Linked DNA regions of Mus musculus: all the other regions are linked to region 2. A link is a contact called in public HiChIP or PLAC-seq and promoter capture Hi-C data. All regions are on one chromosome and are shown on one strand. The core of a region is the stretch at or near the end of the contact, and the rest is flanking DNA. Distances in the headings are between cores, read along the strand shown.

Region 1 (3,395 bases), core at 858-3,357, 1.2 Mb after region 2:
AAAATGAAGTCTGCAATATGCTAGGTTCTCAGTGGCAATAGGTTATATTCATGTAACTCTACAAATAAAGTAATTTATTTACTGAGAGAAAACCTCATGGAGATCAGGCTAGCTTTAAAAGTGCTCTAAAGGCAAGGCTGGCCTTGAGTTCTTGATCCTCCCGCCTCCTATGTGCTGGGATTGCAGGCATCCACCGCCATACATTGTTTAGGTGGTGCTGGGGATGGGTCCTAGGCTTTATGCATGTTAAGTAAGCGTTCTACCAACTTAGCTACAGCCCCTAGCCCCCATCAAAAACTAATAATTAACTTAAACATATTCCCTGCTCCTGGCCAGTGTCCCCTAGATTCGAACCTTCCCAACAATGCTCAAATGCACGAGAGAAAGTGGAGAACATGGGGAACTGGTGAGGACAGATGTAACCCCACCACCACCCCAAGCCCACGAAAGACAAATGCAACGGCTCGGGGAAACAGGGCTGCTCTCTGGTTCCTGCCCAGCATTTCGAAGTGCCCTTGTGGAATGCAGCTGATCTTATCAACTGCCACTCCAGAACAGCCAGGAAGACCTGCCAAGTCCCAAGAATGTGGCCCGGGAAGGGAAGTTCCGGGCGTTTCCATGGCGCTTGGCCTCGGCAGGGCACTGGGCTGCTGTGTGAGCTGAGACTCGTGACCACTGAGTACACGGCCCGAGCAGGGGCCATGCCTGACCCTTAGGAGCCCTCCCTGCAGCACGAGGGAGGCCAGCTCTGTGGGATTTTTCAAATATCAACCTCAGAGCACGAGGTCAGACAGCAATTCACACACCCTACCATGTCCAAGATGTCTAGCTCGGGGACATGCCTGCTCAATGGGAGGACCGCCCGCAGCCGAGTCGGCGGCTGGGCCCTCTTACTCTGAACATCTGTGCTGTGCTTCGGGTGGTGCAGAGCAGGCAGCCAGTGGGGCCTTGCACTAGGAGGGTGCTCGGTTCACCAGCAGCACTCCCCAGTTGTGAGTGAAACCTCACAGGAACCCTCTGGAAGGCCCAGGAACCCTGACACTTCAGAGTCTCACCAGGAATCCTGAGGGTCAATTATTTATGGTTTACTTTCATTTTAGATTATGTGCCTATGGAGCCCAGAGGTCCACCTTGGCCATCATTCCTCAGGTGCTGTCCACCTTGTTTTTTATAAGACAGGGTTGGCTTTTTGGGGGTGGGGGTGGTTGGTGGCCTGAAATGTGAAAGTTAGATAGGCTGGCCCAAAGGGCCCCAGCGCCTGCCACCTCCCTAGCACTACAAGCACATGCTACCACACTCAACCTTTCTGACATGGGTTCTGAGGGATCAAACATAGGTCCTCCTGCTTGCAATTGGGCCAACAACTCCAGGACCCTCCCCCCACTTTTGACAGTCTTACTTTGCAACCCCAGTTGGCCCAGAATTTGCTATGTAAGCTACAACAGCCTTGGATTTATGGCAGTCCTTGCTCTGCCTCTTGAGTGCTGAGATTATAGATGGGCACCATCATGCCCAGTTAGGCTATCTGTGTGTGTGTGTGTATTTTGTTGTTGTTACTCTTTGTTTTTTAAGATCTCATGTATCCCAGGATACCCTTCAGGTGACTATGTAGCCAGGGACAGCCTTGAACTTCTGATCCTCCCTGCTCTATCTCCTGAGTGTTGGGACTACATGTATGCACGCACCACTACCCCTGGCTTATGTGGTGTTGAGGACTAAACGCCGGGCTTCCTGACTGTTAGGCAAATACTCTAAATGGCACCATTCCCACTTTCATGTTGGACAGCAGCTACACAGTGGGTCGGAGCTGTTTTCTCCGGACAGCTCCACTTAGACGCCTCTAGGACCGGGGAAGCACAGGTCGGGGAAATTACAAACTTTAATGGGGGCAGGTGCGCCGCCCTCCAGCATTAAGGCGGCCGGCCGTGGCTGGCCAAGGGGATTGTCCGTTCGGACTGGGGGCGGAGCCTGCGGGAACTAAGCACCGGTTCCAAGAAAAGGGCGGAGCCACCGAGCTGTGGGTCGGGAGAGAGGGCAGGGCCTGACGGCGTTGCTCGGCGGGCGGGGGCGGGACCACGCGAGCAGCCCCCGGGGGCGGGACGGGGTCACGTGTGTACACAGCCCCCACGGCGTGCGCGCCGTGAGCTCCGCTGCCTCCTGCAAGCCCAGCTGCCCGCCCGCGGCCGGTGCGCGGGCCGCCGCCCAGCGAGCGGTGAGTGGGGCCCGGGGAGGGGAGCCCCTAATGCTCTGTTCCAGGCGGGAGGAGACCGCGCCAGGCTGCGCTGGGTGGACGCCAGGGACAGGGAGTGTGGTCCTGAACCCGCGGCGGGCGGTGGGTTTGCTGCCCGAGGAGGCGGACGGGCTCTCCTAGGACGCTACGGTTACCATCTTCGTCCCTTCTGTTGGTTAAGAGCGTCAGGACATTTGGAACCCGTGCGTAGAGATAGCGGAACTTGCGCCATCGGCCCTGAACATTCATCGGGCACGGGAGGCAGTACCAGCAACTAGAACCCCAAGTGAAGGGATACAGTTTCTTCGGTCCTCAGGCTTGCTGACTAGGACTAACTTAGTACCCGCTGTCCAGAACAGCACCTGCCAATTTAGCGCGCCCCGGTCTGTGATTATGTTCTTGCGAGCTGCATTCCTATTCTCGTCCTGATCCAGCAACCTGACATCTATGTCCACCTCCATGTATCAGAGGCACTGATAACCTGGGGTTAAGCTAGCTTGAAAGAACTATAAGTTAATCCTATTGAAACGCCTCTGGACGTGTCCTGAGGCCACTCCACCCATAGGGGACCAGGCACTATCTCTGTGAGTGCAAGGAAACACTATTAATAATTACACTAAGGGTACAGTCACATTATCCTAACCTGCCATGTAAGTCTTTGAAGAACAACCACAAGGTCCAGATTTCCAAACTAGAACCTCTGGTTGCTCCCAGGGTACAGTGTATCAGTGTCCCCGTGACTCTTTTTTTTTTTTTTTTTTTTTTTGGTTTTTCGAGACAGGGTTTCTCTGTGTAGCCCTGTCCTGGAACTCACTTTGTAGACCAGGCTGGCCTCGAACTCAGAAATCCGCCTGCCTCTGCCTCCTGAGTGCTGGGATTAAAGGCGTGCGCCACCACGCCCGGCTCCCCGTGACTCTTGAATGGGCTCATGAAGAAAGCTGCGACACATCCAGCTAAACCTAATGTGGGGATGCATGGGGATTTAGGTCAGAATGTGTAGGCTGAGTAGTTGGGAGGGGATGCCTGTGTGGTTCACAGACTGGAGGAGACTCTTGCAGCTCCCTGGGCATTCTCTCCTTCCTTACCCCACAATGTCCTAGCATAATCCCCTCCTTTAATGACCCAAACATACTGAGACATGAAGCCAAGCCCTTGGGGGAGTGAG
Region 2 (3,567 bases), core at 206-2,705:
AATAGTGATATAATATGTATATATATAAAATCACTCTAGATTAAATCTAAGACCTTCCACATGTTAAACAACCCTTCTACAATTGGGTCTCAGGCTCGTCTGGAATTCATCCCGTGGTCTTGATTTGGAGAGCCTCCTGCCTTTTACAGCTGTTTACCACCAAGCCTGGCTATTATTTCTTCTTGTTTATTATCCTTACCCCACCAGTAAACAAGAATATGTCTGTTATGTTCACTGACCTATCTGGTGCCTAGGGCATTGTTAAATATATGAATAAGTCTTTTTTTTTCTTTTTTTCTTTCCTTTTTTTGGTTTTTCGAGACAGGGTTTCTCTGTATAGCTCTGGCTGTCCTGGAACTAACTTTGTAGACCAGGCTGGTCTAGAACTCAGAAATCCGCCCGCCTCTGCCTCCCAAGTGCTGGGATTAAAGGCGTGAGCCACCACTGCCCAGCATGAATAAGGTGTAAGTGTTCACTAAATACTTGGTATAACAATTACCAAAATGAAAAAGACACAGACTCAAGCTTGGAGTTTACTCTGTGGTTAAAAGGAAAGGAGCTTGCCTGACACTGGACATGAAACCAACCTCAAGAGTGTTCAGAACTGAGTGCTAGGGACTGGTTCTTTTCATTCCAAGTCTTCTCAGACTTTTGTTAAATCTTGTCTACAGGAAATACAATTATTCAGCACATACTCTGTACCTGGTCGGGTCCCAGTCCTCTGTGGTGGTACCCTTGCCACTAAGGTTTCATAAAACACTCTAGCAGCCTCGGGAGTTTCTCAGATCAGTGGAAGCGACAGGAAGACTTCTTAGAGAAGGGATAACTTGAGCTATATCTTTACATCATTTTTCTCAGCTAGGGAAGTGATTCGAAGATTACCCGGGCAGCGCTACAGGAGGTTCACAAGCCACTACATCGCCCCACCATCCTTCCAGTGCAGTCACGCACAGGGTCCCCACGAGCACGGACACACAACCAACCGTCTTCTTCCCAGTCCTCACATGGGCCCTTTCAAAGGGTCTCCTCACGGATACACCTCAGACTTTCCCCCGCCAGCCAAGCACCGGGAGCAGTAAAAGCCTCTCACCGCTGCCAAAGCGCCGCTCACCCGGCGCTCGGCGCCATCTTGGCCCCGCCCCCTGACAGGAGTAGGTCCTGGCAGAAGCCAAAAAGTTATCACTGTTCTTCCCTATGTCAAAATAGACCATATCGTTTCACAGTCTGAAATTATATAAAAATTTCATTCTACGTGCATGTGTAAAGATCATATTACTCTATTCTAATTACTTCAATTTGTATCTTCATTACCCAGCTGTCAGGACCTTCAGAAGGCGCCACAAAACTGAGCCATCACGCTCCACCCACTTTCGGGCTGGCTCTGAGCATGCGCTGACCGTTCTATGATTTTTTTTTTTTTTTTTTTAAAGCTTGCTGCGGGCTTCGCCTAAATTTAAAGGGCCCGCTGCCTTCCAGAAGTTGGTCTGAAGGCAAAGGGTGGTTGTATGTGTGGACTGCGTTTTATCATGGGACCTGTGCGGCTGGAGATACTGCTTTTCATCCTGGCAGCGTACGGTGCTTGGGCTGAGGCGACAAAAGAGGAGGAAGATGACACAGAACGTTTGCCCAGCAAATGCGAAGGTACAGAAACGGAGTAGTTGCTATTTACATCTCCCTATCTACCTCCTGCCTCTCTAACTCTAGGCTGAATCAAATGGGCTAGGATAGATGGATCACTAGACTGTCTTGAAAGAGGTTCTGTTGGAGCTTGGTAACACTTGAATGGGAACAAGGGAGGGAAAGCAGGGTTAAGGTGGCACTACATTTCCCAGGTGGCATCCAGAAGGATCTAGGTTTTTCTTGCGGGCTTGGGCCCCAATGTATTGTGGGAATTGTAGTTCAAGAACCTGTAACGCTGGCTCTATGGAGCATCTTCCTCAGTCGTTTCTCTCCTTGTTAAAAATCTGGACAATCTGCATGGGTGGGGTGTAATACTCATTCCTTATAGGCATACTGAGTCCCGCCCTGGCAGAGACGCTCTTAAATTACAGGCCTGATGGCCCCCTTTAGGGGTTTTAAAGGTGAGTAAGTCCCCAGCTGAAGTTCATAAAGAGAAGATGAAGACACCACACCACTTAGAAGTTGCCCATCGGTGTGAGGCTTTGCAGATGGGGTGCACTGTAGGGATTTTACAACAAGCAGCATGGCCTCTGGCTACATTAGTAAATGCCCTCCCCCCAACCACCCCTCCCATCCCCAACAGGGAGGAAGCCAGGTCACTGAATAAATATCCTGTGGCTCCCTAACTCTAACTTTTTCTTTGGATTCATTATTGCTTCACTTTACACCCAACAACATGTTTTTATCATTGACACCCATGACTTGATTCTAATCTCTCACTTATTTTTGCATCTGTGTCCCCACTCTTCTGAGTCGGGGTGGGGGTGGAGACAGGGTTTCTCTTTATAGCTCTGGCTGTCCTGGAACTTGCCTGTAGACCAGACTGGTCTCTAACTCCGAAATCCACTTGCCTCTGCTGGGATTAAAGGCAGAAGTTAACTATATGAACCCCCTGTCTCTAGTTCTGACCTCAGAATGCTGGGATAGCGTGTGCCACATCACCTAACATTGCAGAGGTTCTTAGGATCTGAACTCAGGTCCTCAAGCTTAAAAGTGCTTTACTTACAGAACTGTTTTCCCAGACCCTAAGCCAACTTTGGAGTGAGGGGAGAGCTGTAAAAACACTTTTTTTTTTTTTTGAGACAGGTTTTCTCTGTGTAGCCCTGGCTGTCCTGGAACTCTGGAACTCACTCTGTAGACCAGGCTGGCCTCAAACTCAGAAATCCACCTGCCTCTGCCTCCCGAGTGCTGGGATTAAAGGTGTGCGCCACCACTGACTGGCGTATGTACACTCTTAGCTTTCATACTTTATTCCTCAAAGTGACTGCTTCAGACACACCCAGCGTCTCACAGTCAGTAAGTGGCCCCTGTCTTTTTCTTGGCTGTTTTCCTCCTCTCCGTTTTGTATTTGATAAACTCCTCCCCATTCTACTGGACCCAGTTTAAATGTCTCCTTTGGACTCCCCCCTTGCTTGTCATCCGCAGTGTTGTAAGTCCTGGGGGAAAAGGGACTACCCGTGCCCAGGGTCTTAATACAGTGGACGCACTTTTGCTAATTTTTATTGTTTTATTTTTTGAGACAGGGTTTCTCTGTGTAGCCCTGCCTGTCCTGGAACTCACTCTGTAGACCAGGCTGGCCTGGAACTCAGAAATCCACCTGCTTCTGCTTCCCGAGTGCTGGGATTAAAGGCGTGCGCCACCACCGCCCGGCACATTTTGGATTTCTTGATGATTGAGACTCTTTCATTTTTAAATTACATTTATGTTGTGTATTTGGTGGGTAGACATGTGTCATAGTGTATTACGGGGTTATGTATGTGTGTAGGTAAATGTGTCATGGAAGTCAGAGGACAGTTTGGAGGACTCTCTCCTTCCACCATGTGGACCTTCAGGCTCAGTAGAAGGTTCCTTTAGCTGCTGAGTAGTTTCACCAGCCCTAGAACCAAG
Region 3 (3,351 bases), core at 128-2,627, 1.3 Mb before region 2:
GTAAAGAAATAATTTTCCTGAGGGGGTCTCTTGTCTTTTGAAACTTTTAAATTTTTTTTCTTTTTTCTTTTTTATTTATTTATTTATTATATGTAAGTACACTATAGCTGTCTTCAGACACTCCAGAAGAGGGAGTCAGATCTTGTTACGGATGGTTGTGAGCCACCATGTGGTTGCTGGGATTTGAACTCTGGACCTTCGGAAAAGCAGTCGGGTGCTCTTACCCACTGAGCCATCTCACCAGCCCTAAATTTTTTTTTTCAATGCATGCGAAAGAATGTATGTAATACATTGCCACTCTGGAACAAGAGCAATAAAATTAACCACCCGCGATTAATATAATGGTGCTTAAAAGTATGAAAGCCGGGGCTGGGGAGATGGCTCGGAGTTTAAAGCACTGACTGCTCTCAGAGGAGCCCCGACTTTGGTTTCCAGCATCCATTTTGGGCAACTGAACTTCCATAACTCTAGCTCCAGGGCACTTCCTTCTGGCTTCCACAACCACCTGCACTTTTGTATACGTGTGTGTATGTGTGTGTGTGTGTGTGTGTCCACACGCGCGCGTAGGTTTTGATTTTTTTTTTTTTTTTTTTTTTTGTTTTTAATATGAAAAAACTCAGAGAATGACCGAAATGTCAAAAGAACACACACACTGGTTTGGAGAAGCTTCTCCGCCGCCAAGAACAATCTCAGCATCAAAATAAATAATGACAGGGCTGCAAAGTGACTCATCAGGTAACGGCCGGAACCACCAAGCCTGAAATGGTGGTGGGAGAAGAAAACTGAGTCCTATGGCTTGTCCTCTGATCTTCACATATGTATCATGGCGGACACACATACACGCAGATAGATGATGATTGATTGATAGATATAACCTTTTAAATTGAAAAAAAAGTTGGGAGTCGAGAGTGGTGACACATGCCTTCAATGGTATTAAAGTTGGGGGGGCAAAGGCAGGTGGATATCTTTGAGTTTGAGGCCAGCAGGTCTACATGCGAGTTGGACTGGGGATATGGTGTCAATGACAGAGCGCTTTCCTAGGATTGATGACCACCTGAGTTCAATCTCCAGCATCCACCGCGGAAATAAAAGAAAACCAAAATCACAGTACTGTTTTCCAGGCAAGTTTAGCAGCTCCCTTAATCTATGGAGCGTTCAGGAAGACCGGGAGAAATAAAGCAGGTTGGAGCCTGGCTCTTGTACCCCTTCCAGAACGCTCAGGTTGCAGTTAGCAGGACCAGCTTTGCCTTTTCTCTTTTGGTCCTCCTCAGCTTCCATCGTAGGCCACTTTTCCAGGCTCCCGGAACTGTCAGGGTTTCCTGGGCTACTGCGCAGCTGTTCCCGGTCGCCGTGGAAACTGACCAGCCAATCAGAGCATGCGGCCCAGACTGGCGGACGCGGCGGGGAGCTTAGCGCGCTTTGGTGGTGGGCTTCCGCGGGTTCGTGTTAACGGACAGCGATGCTGAAGGCTAAGATCCTCTTCGTGGGCCCCTGCGAGGTAACTCAGGGCTCGGGGGCTCCCTAGAACTGGGGTTGTTCTCAGGAGGTGCAACTTTGTACCAGCAACCCCACTGAGGGCGGCAGCTGGCGCTACCGTGACCAGGCCTTCATCCAGTTCACCCCTCCCAAGTAGTGGAGGAGAATATTGAGGTACCCAGGTCTCAAGGGCAGCGGAAATAAGGGGCGCCTCATGACTTCCCCTCCGAACCTTCCGTGCAAAAGGAATGTGTCCATGAGATTAGAAAACTAGATATTTTCAATATAGGGACTTGGAGCAAGTGGTTATTAATATGAGGAAGTCACTCTATATGTGATTCACCGAATTAAAGTTCAGATGGACCGAAACTAAACATGCAAATAAGTTAACTGTAGAAGGAAGCTGGGTGCAGTGTCCCATGCCTGTAATAATACCAGGACTCAGCAGGCAGTGGAGGAGTGATCACAAGTTTAAGGCCAGCCTGGGCTATGTATTGAGTTCTGGGACAGCCTGAGCTACAATGTGACATGTCTCCGATAACAAAATTAGATAGATAGATAGATAGATAGATAGATAGATAGATAGTAGAATTCGGGAATTACCTACATGGTTAAAGTTCAAATCCTTGGGTCCCAGCTCAGAAGGTTAGCTTAATAATGTGATCTTCATCTGAGGTTATTGGCTGATGGACCAAACATGAGAACCAATGTACATTCATAGGTGACTATATGGTGAAGATATGTTTTTAATCCTAAGTTAGGAGGCTGGGGTAGAGCTGGGTGATAGGATGTTTGCCTAGCATACAGGAATCCCGGGGTTCAATCCTCTTCATATAAAACATTCATGGTGGTACATGCCTCAGTTTCAGGGTTTGGAAGGTAGAGAGGCACGATGATTGACAGTTCAAGGCCACAGCCCGGGCTACAATAGCAAGTCTGAAGCCGGCCTGGGATACGTGAAACCTGTCAGAGAAAGAAGTTGCTAAGTATGCACAGAAGCAAAGGAGGATTGAGCCATGTGTGGCGCAGGCCTGACACCTCAGCATACAAGACACTCAGGGTTGCCACAAGTTTGAGACCAGTCTGGACCATATAGGAGTGTTGAGTCTAGCCTGGGGCAGAGAGGAGGAGAAGGCTTAAAAGAAAGGAGGGGCTGGAAAGACAGCTTGGTGACTAAGAACACATACTGCTCTCGCAGAGAGAGCTGAGTTCGGTTTCCAGAACCCACGCCAGCTGGCTCACAATTGCCTTTAGGTTCCAGTGCCAGGAGACCTGACACCTCTGGCCTCTGTGGGTACAGGCACTCAATATGCACAGACCCTCACACGGCCTGGACATAATGGTGCGTGCGTTTAATTCCAGCACCAAGAGGCAGAAACAGGTAAATCTGAGTTGAGGGTCAGCCTAATCAATGGGCCAGCCAGGGCTACATAGTGAAACCCTGTATATAATAGTAAATAAATAAATAAATAAATAAATATATATAATAAATATATAAAATAAAATGGAGAGCATGGTTGTGGTTTGGAGAAAGTTTGCAGACTGTTACAGATCTGCGGTTGGTGATATACACAACGCTTCATCATTTTCAAGCCTGAGGCAGGAAGCTTGGTTCCCAGCCTGAGCTACATAATAAGTCCTTACCTTAAAGCAAGCAGCTTGGAGAAGAGAGTATAATTGCAGAGAGCGCTGTGTCTTTGGTTACTTGGTGGTCTGGGCTTTTTCTGAAGCAGGATCTCATGGAGCTTCGAATGACCTTGACCTCCTGATCGTCCTGCCTCTTCTCAGCCTCTCCACCCCTTCCTCTCCTCTTCTGTCCCTTTTATCCCTCACCTCATCCCCTTCTCCCATCCTGTCGAGTTTTACCAGGGCCCA
Region 4 (3,673 bases), core at 96-2,595, 1.2 Mb after region 2:
GGGGATGTCCTATGTGCTGGTGGTAGGCAGGGCAGTCTTTTCTTTTTTTAATTATTGTAGTGCTGAGGACTGGACTCAGGTTCCTGTGCGTGCCAGGCACCAGCTCGGCCTCTGTAATCTGAATCTCCAACTCTCTCCCAGTTTGTTTGTTTTTTTTCTTTCCCATGTTCCAGTTTCCCAAAAGGCCTGTTAACTGCAGACTTCAGAACGGTGACTAGAAATCCTCCAGGCTGGAGGCGTGGCTCAGAGGTGAACACTCGCCTAGCATGTGCCAAACCCGGGCTTTCAGCCCCAGTGTTAGATATCAAAAAGCTTTTTGAAAATATTTCCTTGCCTAATGTTCACGGCAGACCCAGAGCCTGGAGCTAGGGGAGGGTGGGTATGTCCTGCGCTGAGCTGAGCTGCCGCCAGGGGGCCTAACATCAAGCTCCGTTCCAGGAGGCCTGTCACCATCCTATCACATTAGCCCCAAGTCTTACTTGGAGAGCCATGACATGTGGCCCTCTGAAATAGGGGCCCTCAAGACTCAGTTTCTCTGACTGCACCCCCACAGTGCTCTGAGCACGCCCAGCCCCACTACCCGGGAAGGACCTGTAATATTAACTGCTCTGCATCCAGGGTCCAGTACCTCAGACCCCACCCACCATTTCTAGCATCCTGTCATCAACACACATGACAATGCCACCCAGGTCTATAACCCCACACACTGTCCCTCATATTCAGCTCCTTCACTTTGGCTCTCAGACCTTCGATCCAGCACCCTAGGCCCTGTCACATCCAACATCTAACTCTTCAGACATTACACCTAAATCCAGCAACTCTGACCCGGCCACTCAAATCTAGTACCTTAGGCTCTGCCACCCAGATCTACAACCCCAGGCCCTGCCATCCAAACCCAGTGCCCCCAAACCTGCCATCTATAGCAAAGAGACAACACTCCAGTCTCTGCCACCCAGACCCAGCAGCCCAGACCCTGAACCCAGATCCAGTACCCCTGACCCTGCCACCCAGATATCCTGCACCCATAACTCTGTCACCCAAACCCAGTACCCCAGTACCCCTGACCCTGCCATCTAGAACCAGTATCCCAGATCCTGCCACCTACTTCCAATACCCCTGATCCTGTCACCGAGAAACAGCACTCCCTACCACTCAGACTCAGCACCCGAGACGCTGCCACCCAGATTCAGTATTCCTAACTCTGCCACCCGATCCCAGGCCGCCATCAGCCTGTGCCTCGCCTCGCCTCACCGAAGTGGTCCAGCGGGAAGCTGCCTTTGTCTGGGGGCCGCGGCTGGAAGCTTTTGGTCCCGAAGTTCATTGCGGTCGACATCACGGCGAAATCCAGAGCGGAGAGCGACGGCGACGCAGGGCAGATGGCTGAACACCGAGCGGGTCCAGGAAGCGTCGAGCTAGTCGAGCGGACGACTGGCCCCACCCCGAGTCCACCCAGGCTCCACCCACCAAGCCCCGCCTCACCTATCTAGCCCCGCCCCTGCCGTGTTGCGAAAGGATCTGCCCTTGGTTTCCAGCCCTCTGAGAAGCAGAAAGAAGCCTGGCAGTCATCTTTTGGTACTGATTAGCAAATAAGGACAGAAAGATGCAGCCATTTGCCCGAGGACACCAGTCTGTGCCCCGGGATCTTCATCCCACCCATCTGTCTTCCAGGGACTGAGTTTCCCATCTACTCAGAGGGAAAGAAGCACACTAAAGGAGGGGTGGCTAGCTTACTGCCAGTGCCGTGACACAGTGATACAAACGGGTTTTACAAACAGAAAATAAAGCAGGGTGCAGTCCCTCACACCTGTAGACAGCGCTTAGGGGGCTGAGGCAGAAGGATTGCCTGAGTTTTCAGCAAACCTGGGCTATGTAGCCAGTCCCACAAAACAAAAGAAAATCTCCCCAAAGGGCATCTTCTGTGGTTCAAGAGACCAGAAGTCTGATCCTAAGGTGTTGGTCATCAGCCCTCTTGTGGCCTGCTGTCCCTGCTGTCTGTTCCAGGGAGCCCAGGTTCTCTCCCAGCCTCTGAGATGTTCTGTCAATTTTAGGTAATTCTGGGCTGCTAGATATCTCCCTCCGGGGCCTCCACTTCTGGGAACATTCTCCCATGTTTCTGTATCCAAGTATTCCTTTTATGACATTGCCACACCGGGGTAGGGCCATCCCAACAATCAATTCTCTTTCCTTCCTTCCTTCCTTCCTTCCTTCCTTCCTTCCTTCCTTCCTTCTTTGCTGTCTGATTTTCTTTTTTCTTTCTTTCCTTCCTCCCTTCTTCCCTTTCTCTTTTTCTCTCTCCCTCTTTCCCTCTTTCCCTCTTTCTCTCTCTCTCTCTCTCTCTCTCTCTCTCTCTCTCTCTCTCTCTCTCTCTCTTTCTTTTGAGACAGGGTTTCTCTGTAGCTCTGGCTGTCCTGGAACTCTGTAAACCAGGCTGGCCTTGAACTCAGAGATCCACCTGCCTCTGCCTCCCAAGTGCTGGGATTCAAGTTGTGCTCCACCATGCTCAGCTCATCCCAACAATTTTAACCTCTGCTGCTTACATCTGCCACAACATTATTTCAAAAGGTCCTGGGGGCTGGGACTGTGCCAGGTGGATTTGGGGGGGACTGTTCTATGGTAGTGGGGTGCACTCTACTGACTCTTTGCTGTTGTTATGGCAATAACACCCATACCCAGCACCCCTGCTTTTCAGCTTGGGGACAGAGAAGAGCACTCGCACCCTGCCACCCTGCACTGCTGTCAGTGTAGGACATTGGCCGTCATTCCATCTCAGCCACACATGAATGCTATGTTCTACACTACACCAGGCCCTGGCAGTGAGCAGAATGGGCTCAGTGGGCTCCTAGCAGCTCCTTGGGGCCAGCTCTTCCTCTACAGTCCCTTGATGAATCCCAACATCACTGACGCAGAAGCAGAAACAATTCCCAGGGGCTGCAGAGAGGTGCTTGACCGGCAGATCTACTCAGTCTCTCCTGTCTTGCTGGACTCCCCTCCTCCACAGGCACTGGATCCCATCCTGCCTTCCTGTCTGGGAGGCTGGATTTAGCAGATCTACAGGCTGCCTTCAGAGGAGTACCATCTCCCTGCCAGACCTCCAGCAAGCCCATTCCAGGTCTGCTTCCAATCACCTCTCAAAACGGGGCCTGGAGGGATGAACTCAGCTGGCAAGGACACTCACTATAGCAACATGAGGACCTGAGTTCAAATCCCTAGAGCCTCCCACCCCCACCCCCAAAAGCCAGGCTGGGTAGCATGGGCCTCTAATCCCAGCATTGTAAGGGGTGCCTTGCTGGCTGCCAGCCTGGCTCCAGGTTCAGCCAACACCCTGTCACAAGGGGATAAAGGGGAGAGAGAGAGCAGGGCAGCTGATGTCCTCCTCTGGTTTCCACATGTGTATGGGGTATACACATCTCACATCTGCACATCAGAGAGAGAGAGAGAGAGAGAGAGAGAGAGAGAGAGAGAGAGAGAGAGAGTTATAGAGAGACTTCAGAAGGAAAGCTGTACTTTGTTGATATCATAGAAACAGCTCTTTTGCACCTTTCCCATGCCTGGGACCAGAGGCCATACACTGAGTTATTCATTAATGCTTTCTGGACTGTGAACAATGGTGTCTTTTATGACTCAGCAAGCAGCCCTTTTCCACTTAAAATAAGAAGACATCTCTGTCCCTGGG
Region 5 (3,601 bases), core at 172-2,671, 1.1 Mb after region 2:
TCAGGTAGAATGCTGTATCCAAGTGGTCCTTCCTTATGTGGTAGTGCCCACAGAGCATCATCCCTCTTCACAGAAGGGTGAGCACGGTACTGTCAGAGTGTTGGGAACCAGCAAAAGACATTTATTCTAAGTACTACCATCTTGTTTTCAGGCTCCATTTAATCATATCAAGAAACCAAGCTCCCAGGCCCTAGGGGAGCTAGGGACTTCCCAATAGCTTACTTTGAACAGCTTCTGTTGTAAGGAAATAGTTGTCTTGAGTCCAGACATCTCGAGGACAACTTCATCTTGCTGGCAGGGTCAAACTAATGTTTATGTTTCCAGGCCTAGGAACCAACCTATCCTGATACAGTGGGAACGCCCTTGTCCAACCCCTTACGACGGATTATGATTAGACAGTGCTACAGCCTGCCCACCCACCTCCCCCTTTCTCTATATTTTCATCCTTTAGGCTGTACAGTATTCCCTCAGGGTTTTACTTCAGCTTCATCTGCTCTGCGGCCCTGACCAATAGCGGCTTGATTACCTGCGTTGACCTGGTGTCTTGAGTTATGTTGGTTTTAGGTTGGATTTAAGCGGACCCCACAGCAAGAGATCATGTTTACAGACTCCTTAATCTGTTACCATGCTTTCTGCTTGCACATGGGTGTGGTGCAGAAAATGCTAGTCCAGCTGGCCCGGGTGCAGGCATAAAAAGTAGGTAAGTTGAGGCAGGAGAGTCACAAGTTCAAGGGCCAGAGTAAATGGAAGGCTGAGAGTGTGTAGCTGACAGAAATGAACGCCCTGAACTTCATCTCCAGCATCCAAACTCATTATTTAAGGATATGTGTAGGGTTTTGTAACCTGAGTTTTGGATGCTGTCAGAGGACAACTCTGACCCTGGCCAGCACCTCCCATCCTCCCCCAATTAATCATGACCTTCCTCCCTTCTCTGCTGTCACCTGCTCCAACCACAGCCAGGTCTTCTTGGAGACATTACAGGTTCTAGCCTGAGCATACTGCCCTGTCCCAGATGTCACTAAGGATGACTGCCACCTGGAGGGGCACTCCCCGGGCAGGTGTGAGACAGGTCAAAGCTTCTAAAATGTGTCTGGTTCATCCATGCGCTAAGGGTAACTTCAGGGGGCGCGCGAATAAGACGCCTCATCGCTGAGTCTTCTGCCTCAGTTTACTTGCGCAGCCTACGTGGCTGATTACATTGTGCAGTGATGACACTAAGCTGGGGACAGCTCAGCGTGTAGTCCCGCCCAAGACCTCGGTCCCGCCCACTCTCGCAAGACTACAAACAAGTTCCCGCGATAGTCTGAGAGCCCCACCCCGTCGGCTTTTCCTGGCCTGTGTTCTCAGGGTCCTTCTCAGACCCCCCCTCAGGGGCGTGTCCTCGCGCGGCTCCCGCGATCCCGGCAGGCTCCGCCTCGATCACGTGCGGCCCGCGGCGCGCCCGCCCTCGCACGGCTCCTCGCGGCCACCGTAGAAGGAGTGCGGCGGCCGCAGGGACGGAAGCCGGGAGGCGCCGCCGACCGCGCCTGCGACAGCGTCAGCTCTGCGCGGAACGCCGGCCCATGGCGGCGGCGGCGGCGATGGCAGAGCAGGAGGGCGCCCGCAACGGCGCCCGCAACCGCGGCGGCGTCCAGCGCGTGGAGGGCAAGCTGCGTGCTAGCGTCGAGAAGGGCGACTACTACGAGGCGCACCAGATGTACCGGACCCTCTTCTTCAGGTGGGCGCGGGTGGCGGCTTAGCGCCGAGGCCCCACCTCCGCTGTTGCTCATTGGCTGCGCTGCGGCGCCCCGCACCCTCATTGGTTTATGCGGCTGCCTGTCGCGGAGCAGAGCGGGGGCGGCGGGCTTGTACTACTCGGCAGGGCCTCCTCTTCTCTGCCTGGTTCCCCCTCCTCCTCTCTCGGCCTCGTCTTTCTGAGTCCCTGCCTTACTCTCAGAGCTGCCCTTCCCCCGTCCTTCCTTCCTTCCTTTTCCCAGGCCTCCTTCCCCAGCCAACTTCTTCTCAGGCCTCCCCTTCCCTGGACTCAGTTTTATCACTAGCCTCTCTCCTCTTCACTTAGGCCTCCTCCCTCTTACAGGCCTCTCTTCCCGCCACTCCTTCTCTATCACACCCTCTTCCTCGCCTGGCCTCCCTTTCTCTGAAGGCTTCCGCTGGTTGGCGAGTCCTGTTGTCAGAGTAGTCTCACCTAGTCCTCCCTTCTGTGGCCAGTGATTGGAATTGCACAGCCGGCTAAAGTGTGGTCAGATGCTGACACCGTGGGCCAGCCTGTGGCCATCTGTATTCCTGCCTCTGTGCATCTGCCAGCTGATAATTCCTACGTAGAACTTTATTCCTGACTACAGGACATCAGCATTTCTGCTCCATGTCCGTAGTGTGGGTTTGGCCCCTGTGCCCCTTAGACCTACTTTTCGTTTTAAAATACGTTTTGTTTTAGGGCAATTTTAGGCCTTCAGTAAAAGGAGTGGAAAGTGGTTATCTTGTACCAGTTGCACATTATCATCCACCCATTACTGTCACCTAGGGCCCACGTGCTGTGGAACTCCTCCTACAGTCACTCCCTCTAGCTTGATCTGAGCACGGTGTGTTCTGTGGGCTGGATAAAGCTGCCATGACAGTGGATGACACTGTACACAGTGGCCTCACTGCCTTGAAGCCCTGTTGGGGGCTGAAGAATCAGTGCTCTGGGAACCCTCTGGCTCGTGAGTGATACTTGTTTACATCTGAGGACAATTCCCACTTCCCACATGCCCAGATTGAGCCTGGCAAGTAGCCAGGTGGACATGGGAGGGAGGGGCATGGTTAAGGCCACACGCAGTAGTTAGCAAGCCATCAGGGACCAGCCTTGCAGTATTTCCCTCCGTAAGTGCTCAGTCCAGGGGGTTGGCAGGTGTGGGATGAGCCTTGGCGTCCTTGGTGTCAAAGACTTCCTGTTTTCTTTACCTATTGGGCGCCCTGGATTTGGAGCAGCGGGGTTTAGTCAGCTTATCGAAACATTAGCCCTTGCTCTAATCACAGGTTACCTGAAGGGCAGCCTTGTTGGGGAATTTTTCTGTAAACTAGACACTATAAATACAAACCAGTCTGGCGACATCTAGTTTCATCACAGTGTCCCTAGTGCCTTTAAAAACAAAAACTAAAACACTCTTAATTATATTAATTATATTGGGAAGGCACTTGCTGTATTCTTTAGATAAAAATCTGTAGCCACGTGTGGTGGCACACACCTTTAATCCCAACACTCAAGAGGCAAAGGCAAGCCGATCTCTTGTGAGTTGGAGGGCAGCCTGTTCTACAAAGTGAGGTCCAGGACAGCCAAGGCAGAGAAACCCTGTCTTTAAAAAATAAAGTTAATTTTTACATGTAGAAACAACTACATAATGATTGATAAAGTAACTGGTTTTTGGTTTTGTTTTGTCCTGTTGGGAATAGAGCCCAGGACATCTCACACGCTACACTCCCTTTTGTTTTTTTCCACTTAAAATTTTGAGGTGGTGTGCCTTCAGGTCTGACTCAGGCAGACCTAAATTCTTGATCATACAGGTTGAGCTTCCTAAGTAGCTAGGATGTCAAGCCTGTGTCATCAGGCCTGCTGAATGGTTGG
Region 6 (3,565 bases), core at 974-3,473, 1.3 Mb after region 2:
TATGTAGCCTAGGAGGACCTTGAATCTCTGCTCCTCCTGCCTGCACCTCTCCAGAGCTTCAGACATGCTGGACACGTGCTGTACCACCTGAGCAACAACCCCAGTCCCAAAGGTAGAAATGCAGGAAGGTCAAGAGACAATGAAGGCCCCACAAATGTCTTCACGTCTTTTCAACACAGATATCATCTCTTGTGGCATCGCAACCATCCAAGCTGCCTTTGTTATCTGCAAAGCCCTGGTGGCTATTGCGTGGCCTTAAGGGGTCATTAACTTGCAATTCTGAGCAGACCCTGTGTTCCTGCACCAGAGTTTTCATGCTGAGAAGCTAAACCAGGACAGAGGCCAACTAGCGAGAGAGTGCACCAGCCAGGTGTCCTCCGCAGAGCAGCCAATGTAATGCTGTTTCCCTAGCAAGAGCCCCCAAAAGTTCTTACCTAGCTGTTTGCAAGTTGGTTCTGAACAGTGCTTCCCCAAGTCAGGAAACTCCATTATAAATGCTGTCCAAAAACACAGATGTATTTAAGTATCACCTGTGGGAATTAGAAGAGAATGAGGTTCTGAGTTGGACCCCAGGGCCTGTCACCTGCAGCCAAAGAGCACAGAGAAGCTATTTGTGAGAAGCACGGGAAACCCAAACCATCCTGGGGCCATGGGAAAGACTGCCATCTCATAAATTCTCAGCAAAGAGCAAAGTGGTCGTTTCATCATAAATACCAAGCCTTGGGTTAATAAGAGAATGCTCTGCGTAGCATGTGGGAGGGGGAAGTTCTAGGTTCAATCCCCAGCTCTGGCAAAAACAAAACAAATGTGGTGAGAGAAAGAAAGGCTTCCCGTATGGAGTCCATAGCTGCCACTGAAAATTATGGTCTCCTTGGAACTCAAGCTGCAGTCTCAACTCCTCAATACACTTGTTGACATCAACAAGATTCGGTGCCAGGTGCTAAGTGGCATCAGTTGACTATGCTCCCCAGAGTAGGCTGTCCCTTGCCTCTCCCTCCCTCATGCCTTCAGTTTTACTTTGTGCACACGCCATAATGACATCAGGCCAGGGCCGATCAAGGCAAGCGGCACTTTAATTAACCACAAGAAACAGACAAGCAGAGAGGCTGGCATCCCGGAGACCAGGCTTGAAGCAAAGTCTCCTCCAAGTCCTGTCACCTATCAAATGACTCGAAACTCTTGCACTTTCCACAGGTCAAGTCCCCAAAGAGCTTTTCACATCTTTCTATTACTTTCTCTGCTGGGAACTTCTTATCTACTCCTTGTTGAGAACTCTCAGGCTTCAGAAGACATCTATTTGACTTGTCAAGGACCAGTCTACAGTGTCACTTCCTCAAACGTCACCTCTAACACCTCTAAGCCAATTCACTTCCCACCCTTCCCCCTTCCTTTCCTACTGCATTTAGTGGTTAGGGTGGATCTCATTCCTGTCGGGGAGGAAACCTTTTAAGTCGTGCACAACAGAATCCGCATTATGAAATGTTTTTGTTCAAAGCAAGCAGCACGTGACGTATTACCAAATGACCACCGACTGTTTCTTTTCTCCCCCCCCCCTTTTTTAAACAGGGGGCCGGGGGCCTAGGACAGACGCTATTTTGTAGTGCTGGCTGTCCCTTAACCCGTTTTGTAGATCACTTTGGCTATCAACTCGGAGATCCGCCTGTCTCTGCCTCTGGAGTGCAGGGATTAAAGGCACGAGCCACCATGCCCTGCTAGTAGACTGTTTCATGAAAGTGTGTCTCACTACTTAGCTCAGGTTAGCCTGGAGCTTGTGATCTAATAACTCAACTCCCCAGCGCTGAGACTACAGGCCTGCAACAACCACTATGCCTGGCTGCCGCGACAATGGCTCAGGGCAGTTGACCTGGGGATGTGAGATGTCACTGTGCTGAGACAGTAACTCCTTGATGGCCAGGCCACGAGAAATCACAGCGCGGAGACGCCAGCCCCTAGTTCACCAGCTCCCCGGGCCCCAGCGGCCCGCAACCACACCGGTACCTGGCACTCACGGGTAGTCAGAGGCGGAGACAGACAAGCGGTGCCCTTTGTGGTTATCCCGGTGACACCGCAGTAGAAACTGCAGCTCCAATCGCCGCGAAGCGCCCGACTTCTCTCAAGGCCGGAAAGCGTAGCATTGCCCCTGCAGCAGCCTGGGCCATTTATCCCCAGCCGACAGATCCAGAGTCATACATCCTGGGCGTTCCCGGCGCGCTCTGATGACGCCACACCAACACCAACCAATCCCCTAACATCTAGAGTCGGCCCGCCAGCGCGCCCAAAATGTCATCGAAGGCCAGCCAATTCCTTCGTGTTATGACCCCCAGAGGGCTGGGCGCCGTGATGACGTCACTTACATGTCACCAATCCAGCAGTTCTACGGCCTTTTCGTCCCTCCCTATCCCCCCGCCTATTTTCTAGAACAGTCAGGCAACATCTCTAGCTTAGGCTGAGTCGTGGTGAGGCAGCTCTGGGTGAGGTGACAGGCTTGCCTGTACCTGAGAGCCTGAGACAGGACCCGGCCGGACGTGAGAATCCTGTGTCTCAGTAGGAGTTCCCTGAGGGCTGGGATCGCGGTATGCACAGATTGATGGCCCATTTGTGAAGCTGTAAGGATCCCAGGACTCGGGGAGGCAGAACGCCAGGGACAGGTCATCTGAACAAACATGCCTTGGAAAAGTGAGGTCCAGTCTACAGAAGAATTACAAGATGATACCCAAAATGCCTGTATCTCTGTTACCAGAGTTGCTGGAGCACGGACTATGCATGTGATTTAAGAAAGATGTTCAGGGCTGGTGAGATGGCTCGGTGGGTAAGAGCACCCGACTGCTCTTCCGAAGGTCAGGAGTTCAAATCCCAGCAACCACATGGTGGCTCACAACCATCCGTAATGAGATCTGACTCCGTCTTCTGGAGTGTCTGAGGACAGCTACAGTGTACTTTAAATAAATAAATAAATAAATAAATCTTAAAAAAAAAAAAAGAAAAAAAAGAAGAAGAAGAAAGAAAGAAAGAAAGATGTTCAAGCCGGGCGGTGGTGGCGCATGCCTTTAATCCCAGCACTCGGGAGGCAGAGGCAGGCGGATTTCTGAGTTTGAGGCCAGCCTGGTCTACAAAGTGAGTTCCAGGACAGCCAGGGCTACACAGAGAAACCCTGTCTCGAAAAAAACCAAAAAAAAAAAAAAAAAAGAAAGAAAGATGTTCAAGTGTTGCTGACCCAAGCTCGAGAATACCAAAGATCTGTGGGCTAGGCTAATAGACCCAGAATACTACTGCTCTGTCCTGATTATTTATGTTTTTAATTAATTATTTATTTATTTCTCAATCTGACATAAACTGAGAAGAGGAGACCACAGTTCAGGAAATAACCTCTATAAGATTGGCCTAGGAAGTACTTTTAAGTTAGTCATTAATATGGAAGGGCTGAGCTCCTTGCGAGTAGTACCACCCCTAGGCTGATTATCCTAGGTGCTATAAGAAAGTAAAAATCAGGCCAGTTGGATGTGTACACCTATAATCGCAGCATGTGGGAAGCAGAGGCAGGTGGCTCTCCTAGTTCTTGTCCAGC

What was found. Promoter capture Hi-C pulls out the DNA fragments that hold promoters and counts their contacts. HiChIP or PLAC-seq counts read pairs in DNA pulled down with a chosen protein or histone mark. Capture Hi-C pulls out chosen DNA fragments and counts their contacts.
Region 1: a FOXA1 HiChIP or PLAC-seq map of pancreatic cancer cells shows a contact between it and region 2. The contact joins the promoter of Gpr146 here to the promoter of Cnpy4 in region 2. A contact is called at or near these places in 1 of 39 promoter capture datasets (erythroid cells), 2 of 115 datasets of contacts at active chromatin or transcription factors (microglia and pancreatic cancer cells) and 2 of 9 other capture datasets (adipose tissue and liver).
Region 3: a promoter capture Hi-C map of liver shows a contact between it and region 2, with 2.6 times the contacts expected there. The contact joins the promoter of Ift22 here to the promoter of Cnpy4 in region 2. A contact is called at or near these places in 1 of 39 promoter capture datasets (liver) and 1 of 9 other capture datasets (liver).
Region 4: a promoter capture Hi-C map of pre-B cells shows a contact between it and region 2, with 3 times the contacts expected there. The contact joins the promoter of Cox19 here to the promoter of Cnpy4 in region 2. A contact is called at or near these places in 1 of 39 promoter capture datasets (pre-B cells) and 1 of 115 datasets of contacts at active chromatin or transcription factors (bone marrow-derived macrophages).
Region 5: a contact with region 2 is called in a promoter capture Hi-C map of liver, with 4 times the contacts expected there. The contact joins the promoter of Get4 here to the promoter of Cnpy4 in region 2. A contact is called at or near these places in 10 of 39 promoter capture datasets (the 3T3-L1 cell line, the C10 cell line, cranial neural crest and 6 more), 5 of 484 Hi-C or Micro-C datasets (B cells, CD4 T cells, Th1 cells and 2 more), 5 of 115 datasets of contacts at active chromatin or transcription factors (astrocytes, craniofacial prominence, embryonic stem cells and 1 more) and 1 of 9 other capture datasets (liver).
Region 6: a contact with region 2 is called in a promoter capture Hi-C map of pancreatic islet. The contact joins the promoter of Zfand2a here to the promoter of Cnpy4 in region 2. A contact is called at or near these places in 1 of 39 promoter capture datasets (pre-B cells), 1 of 484 Hi-C or Micro-C datasets (B cells), 1 of 115 datasets of contacts at active chromatin or transcription factors (pancreatic cancer cells) and 1 of 9 other capture datasets (pancreatic islet).

What each region holds. Positions count from the first base shown.
Region 1 is chr5:139,378,532-139,381,926 of GRCm38.p6, forward strand. It overlaps Gpr146 (G protein-coupled receptor 146), which reads left to right and starts at 2,108. Exons shown (of 2, transcript NM_030258.5): 1 at 2,108-2,212. The region is part of intron 2 of 3110082I17Rik (RIKEN cDNA 3110082I17 gene); the gene reads right to left.
Region 2 is chr5:138,186,080-138,189,646 of GRCm38.p6, forward strand. Cnpy4 (canopy FGF signaling regulator 4) reads left to right here and starts at 1,456. Exons shown (of 6, transcript NM_178612.4): 1 at 1,456-1,641. The coding sequence starts at 1,506. It overlaps Taf6 (TATA-box binding protein associated factor 6), which reads right to left and starts at 1,147. Exons shown (of 15, transcript NM_009315.4): 1 at 1,091-1,147.
Region 3 is chr5:136,906,773-136,910,123 of GRCm38.p6, forward strand. It overlaps Ift22 (intraflagellar transport 22), which reads left to right and starts at 1,378. Exons shown (of 5, transcript NM_026073.3): 1 at 1,378-1,498. The coding sequence starts at 1,460.
Region 4 is chr5:139,343,821-139,347,493 of GRCm38.p6, forward strand. It overlaps Cox19 (cytochrome c oxidase assembly protein 19), which reads right to left and starts at 1,346. Exons shown (of 3, transcript NM_197980.1): 1 at 1,252-1,346. The coding sequence starts at 1,333.
Region 5 is chr5:139,250,903-139,254,503 of GRCm38.p6, forward strand. It overlaps Get4 (golgi to ER traffic protein 4), which reads left to right and starts at 1,422. Exons shown (of 9, transcript NM_026269.2): 1 at 1,422-1,717. The coding sequence starts at 1,563.
Region 6 is chr5:139,482,268-139,485,832 of GRCm38.p6, forward strand. It overlaps Zfand2a (zinc finger, AN1-type domain 2A), which reads right to left and starts at 2,224. Exons shown (of 7, transcript NM_001159908.1): 1 at 2,010-2,224; 2 at 435-530. The coding sequence starts at 489.